Regions from separate parts of the Hordeum vulgare genome. Here region 2 is linked to region 1. Evidence: chromatin contacts called from public Hi-C data. All regions are on one chromosome and are shown on one strand. The core of a region is the stretch at or near the end of the contact, and the rest is flanking DNA. Distances in the headings are between cores, read along the strand shown. Region 1 holds the start of LOC123401339. Region 2 holds the start of LOC123401080 (chlorophyll a-b binding protein 8, chloroplastic).

Region 1 (2,700 bases), core at 107-2,606:
TGCACCGTATGCTGGGAAAAAATATATTATCGCAGAATTGTGTACCAGCGCTATACGCTACTCAAAGCACAAGTTGGGGCTTTTCTTTACCTCCATTTAGGTTAGTCAAACATGCTGATGGTACGCTAGATACAGTACTAATTAATGATGTCAACTCTCGTACAACGTCCACACTAATTGCCATGGCTGCTGTCCACCAGACGGAGACGACCGAGACTTGTTGCCCGCAAATGGATTTTTCATACGCAAAAAAAAAAAAAAGAGTCTCGTTATACGGTGCTCGTGCTCGGTGCAGAAGTCAGCGGTTCGCAGAAAGAAACAGAGAAACAAGACAATCACATCGATTCAAAGCCCGGGCTTATCTACAGCTGATCAACAGTTGCACGAAGTTTACTGTTTATCCCGTGGCTCATCTGGGCTGAACGCACAGTGACGACAGAACGCTCGTGAAGAAGTCCGACAAGTATATTTCGTGCATGCCGCAAATCACGCGATGCTCTTGCCAAAATTTGGAAGGCTGGTCACAATGGAGAGTAACATAAGGTAGGAACCTACACGTTTTCCTAGACTATGTTTCTACCTCCACAATAGGGAGTAACATGTATGTAGTGTCATGCAACAATGCATTTATTAGGCTATAGACTCATTGTTTCTTGGAGTGTGTGATGTTTCGGTAACTTAGCTAGTTACCACAAGCACCTCTCTCTTCACTAAATACGTGCCACATAAGCAAAGTTGTATTGGAGTGTGTGATGTTACTGCTAAGTTCCTCCCCATTGTGACCAGCCGAAGCACGCAGAGCATCGAGATAGCCGCCCAAAGTGAACGAAAAGACAATTTGGCCACCGCTGTGCAGACAAATTGCCTCGACCTAATACTACCTCGTGTCTACCTGTCGCGGGGAAGATCTCGAGGCGCGAACGGCAGGAAATACGAACACGGCAAAGAACTACGCGGCGTGGCACGAGCCTCTTGAACAGCGAGGTGCAACGTCGACAAGAAATAAGTGGAAGAGTCGGAGATGGCATGGCGACCGTGGTACTCAGGCGTCGGATTTCTGGGAAGGAAACCGATGACCACATCCGCAGGCGAGACCGTCACGAACTGATCATGATCCAGTACAAGCGAGCGAGAGAAGAGAGAAGAGGGAAGGCGGTCAGGTACATACCGGAGCCGCCGGGAGCGGCCGGAGGCGGCGGGGCTTTCGTGCCGTTGGCGGAGGCGGACGACGGCTTCCCGCCCGGCCCTGCCATGGCAAGAAGAGGCGCGCCAAGTGCAGGCGAGGCAGAGCGAAGCAACTAGAACGACGACGGCTCGGCGCGCTGGATCGGATGTGCGCAGCTGATGCACGAGAGCGGCGTGCGCGCTAGTATTATATAGAGCAGCCGGCATGGGCGCATGGCCGCTGTCCCGTTGCCGCGCAAGTCACACGAGCCCGCTGTCTTCGTCCAGTGTTTTTTCTTTTTCTGTTTGACGGTGGTGGTTCGCCCAGGGTATGCGGAGGGAGACCGACCCCTCGCACTCGATGGACCAATTCGCAACCAGGCTTCTACGGGTCGACGCCGTGGAACGGTGAAAAAGCGCGGCGTGGACCGGTTCGCCGGATTTTTGCATCAGCCGCCTCCGCGGGGGTTCAACTGCGTGCTGTGCCCGACGAACACATGCGCGCGGACTAGCTGCCGCTGCTATTGACAAGAGCTTCGTGCCCTATTAAGCTTTTTTTTTTGCATGGAAGCTTAGAGCAACTCCAACCGCTCACTCTATTCATTATTTGTTCGTTTAAATCAGCATGTTTAAATCAGCATGTCCGTTTCATTTTGCAAATGGGTCTACCGTACATTCAACAGACATTTTAAAAGATATCCAACTTCCATCACTGCTCCTATTAGTTGGACTAAGATCTTCTCTATGTCTTCGTTGTTGATTTATGATTCTTGAGCTTAACAATGTCTTTCTTCTTTGATGCTAAAGAATTAGACATTGCTTTCCCTTTGGTCTCTTCTTTAGTCTCATCTATAGCTTTAATTCTAGATCGAAGTGCACGAACATCTAGCAAATTTCGTGAGATCTATAGATCTCTATATTTTTCTTTCCAGTATAAAAAATTGCATCCATCCTACGCACAATATTGAGCAAATAAGCTACGGAAATCGCACCCCGTCGTTTGTGCACTTCACGAACACCCAACCGGGATGTTCTGGCATCCAAGAAACGTGTCGGACGACCTGCAATCGGCAGTCATCGCACTTTATGAACGACAGTAGTGAGCCGTCAAGCTTTTGGGCCAGCGCCAAGCCAGGGCGACGACCGTCCGTTGCCTTGCCGGCGAACCTGCGACTCGTCAGACCCGAGCGGCTAGAGGCGGATGTGCGCCCGCATGCGGCATCATGCCTAGGCCTGGTGGACTGACACCCAGCTAGTCCATGGCAATAACAGTCTGTCGGCCACCGGATTCGGCAAATCCCGTCGACAGGATGCGTAAAATTTCGCCACCGCTGTCGCAGATCCACCACTAGGCCTCTCACATCGGGACGAAGGAGGCACCCCGCCGGTGAATTTGCTGCTGGAGAGCTAGGGTGGCCTGGAGAAAATGGGGTCGTCGGCCTAGGGTTTGTGTGCTTGCGGGCGACGGATGGGGGAAGGGGATAAGAAGGAGAGACTGTAACTTCGACTGGCGGGCGACGGGAGGAAGCACGCGGG
Region 2 (2,700 bases), core at 196-2,695, 1.0 Mb before region 1:
ATAAAAATAACTATACTTTCGTTCTTTATTTATATTTGTTTGAATGTCTAATAGGGCAACGGTAATTTGCATGGGTGATCAGATGAGGAGGGGGGAGGGGGTAGAAAAAGCTAGCAGATGCTGCTGAACAAGTGAAGATGGTGAGAGATGCAATGCACTAATTTTCATAGCACGATATAAATATTACAAGCATGCACGCAGCACGCGTACAAATTTACATTTTACACCCACCCTCGCATATATACCGCTCGCGCGCTCACGTTTCCCACGACGACAGACGGGTACCATGCACAGGACGACGATGCTCGGATTTCGCCTAGTGGAACTTGAGGCTGGTGAGGATGTTGTTGTTGACGGGGTCGGAGAGGTGGTCGAGGAGGTTCTGGAAGGGCCCGACGCCGGTGAAGATGGCCTGCAGCGACATGCCGAGGAAGGCGAGCATGGCGAGACGGCCGTTCTTGATCTCCTTGAGCTTGAGCTCCTTCATCTCCTTCTCGCTCTTGGTGCCGAACCCGAGTGGGTTGAAGATGGGCCCGCCGGGGTAGGCGGGGTCGCCGGAGCCGCCGAGGTACTTCTCGAGACCCAGGAAGTACTGCTTCCCCATGGAACCCGGGTTGTACCAGTCCTGGAGCCGCCGGTGCTCTGCGAAGCCGATCAGTGCCATCTCGAACACGAAGAGCGTGTAGGGGTCGGCCCAGTACTGGTAGGTGCCTGCCGGCGGGATGGCGCCCGCCTGGAACCACGGGATCGCCGTCTCCGGGGGCACCAGACCCACCTTGCCCAGGGCCTCCGGGGCGATCATGCCCACCACCCCCATCATCGCCGTCCGGCCGTTGAAGATCTCGCCGTAGGCCAGCCACCTGGGCTCGATGAACCCGCCGGTGCCCTCCGGGTCGGACAGCCCCAAGGGGTCGAAGCCAAAGTCACCAGGCAGCCTGCAAGGCACAAAACCCAACACCTTCTAAGTCAGCTTCTCTTTGCCACACTGCCAACATACATACACCAGGTGTAATATGTTGCGCCGCGACTTACGTGCCGTCGAGGTAGGTGAGGGACTGCTTGGACGCGAACCACAGCTGCCTGTTGTCATTTTGCTGAAAGAGAAGAACAAAAGAGAAAGTCAGTAGCCACTCCAGCCAGCTCTAATCAGATCAGAAGAAAACATGCAGCATGGCTAGAGTCTGAACGGACCTTGGCAGGGGGGCTGGACGATGCCCTGACGACGAAGGGGGACTTCCGGGAGGAAGACGACCTGGAGAAGGAAGACTGCAGAGGCCTACCCAGCAGCTGCCTCCCAGAGAGAAGACCCTGGGCCGCCATTGTTCCTGCAAGCTCCTCCTCCTGCTGCTCCGAGAGATGAGGCAGACGCGGTGTGTGTGGTAGAGACTGAGATGAAAGTGTGTGCTCCAAAACTCACCCACTGCTACAAAAGGAGAGAGGAACGTGCGCCTGACGGCCTGAGGCTGGGCGGGGGTGGGGCCAGGGAAATCTTATTCCGATGTGAGGTGGAGCCTCAGCGGATGAGGGCATCTGTGGACCCAGTAGAAGCCCGCCATGTGGAGGGTATGCTGGGATAAGGGGGCTGCCACCTGGCTTCTCAGCAGCTGAGGCTGCGTCCATACCTGCATTCCCTTGGCTCAGATTTTCCACCACCTTGTGGACAGCACAGACAGTTGCAATTCTTGTGCCTACCTAGAGTATGCATTCCGTGAGATATGATGAGATATCATGGTTGCCCCTATGAGCCTATCATGTATCACCATCTGGATAAGGGGATCTTTGGGATTAAATCATCAAATTTCTTCAATTAATACAAATATATACTTTGGCAGTTAATATTGTGTATGGTGATACGAGACCAAACTGAATTTTCACAAGGTAAAAACAACTTGATCTCCAATTCTCCACAAAAACAATACAATCACCAAGCTGCCAGTCAGTTACATTCTGATGAAAAGATAAATATGTTGGATGAGGTTTGTACTTGTATGGTGCCTACTCGGCATTTTACGAGTTATGAAAATGCAAGGAAGGATACTAAATCTCGTCGTTAACTGAATTCTGAATAGAAAGATTAAGAAGAAAAAAAGATTCAAAATACCCAATATCTTGCTAGAACAAGATATTGGGCATTTTTGTCTTTTCTTTCTTCAAAAATTCTTATATGTTAGCAGAAAAACCTTATCCATTAATAGTGTACAGGTAACCCATTTGATCCAAACAAAAAGGAAGCACAGTGTATCCTCCAAGACTATATATTGTACTTAGTAGTTAATAAACCTTAGCCAGCCCCAGAAGTACACATTTTACATAACAAATGGGTGGCCTTCTAGTCTCCTCTCTCATTTGCCTGGTAGACAAAACGTTAGAGTCAGTTAAGGTAATCATACAATTCACTAAAAACGGACCAGCTTCTGATACTTATGCATGGAACTGTTGTTTAATCAGATTTGAAGTCCACTAATACAAGAAATTCCCATGAAAAACGTGACAGTGCAATGCCTCCAAAAATATAGATATCAGAACTTGGTATGCCTAAGGTTGGGTGTGTTTGCTTTATGCTTAAGGTTGCCCTGCCAAAAATTGACTCGCTAGTCACAAAAATTGCTGAGATTTTGCTTGCCCATGTGTTCGCCAACACTGGCTAAAAACTGAACTAGAATTGGCAAAGGAGCATTGGCATGCCAAAAAGTAGGTAAT

The links. A called contact is a pair of places that touch in the nucleus more often than the background predicts.
Region 2: a contact with region 1 is called in a Hi-C map of seedling, with 5 times the contacts expected there. The contact joins the promoter of LOC123401080 here to the promoter of LOC123401339 in region 1. A contact is called at or near these places in 4 of 6 Hi-C or Micro-C datasets (leaf, seedling and an unstated tissue).

Annotation. Positions count from the first base shown.
Region 1 is chr6H:144,769,600-144,772,299 of MorexV3_pseudomolecules_assembly, reverse strand. LOC123401339 reads right to left here and starts at 1,356. Exons shown (of 5, transcript XM_045095123.1): 1 at 1,169-1,356. The coding sequence starts at 1,253.
Region 2 is chr6H:145,765,859-145,768,558 of MorexV3_pseudomolecules_assembly, reverse strand. It overlaps LOC123401080 (chlorophyll a-b binding protein 8, chloroplastic), which reads right to left and starts at 1,445. Exons shown (of 3, transcript XM_045094795.1): 1 at 1,192-1,445; 2 at 1,033-1,094; 3 at 139-935. The coding sequence starts at 1,320. The coding sequence ends at 317. It overlaps LOC123401081 (dehydrodolichyl diphosphate synthase complex subunit NUS1), which reads right to left. Exons shown (of 7, transcript XM_045094797.1): 7 at 2,168-2,350. The coding sequence ends at 2,343.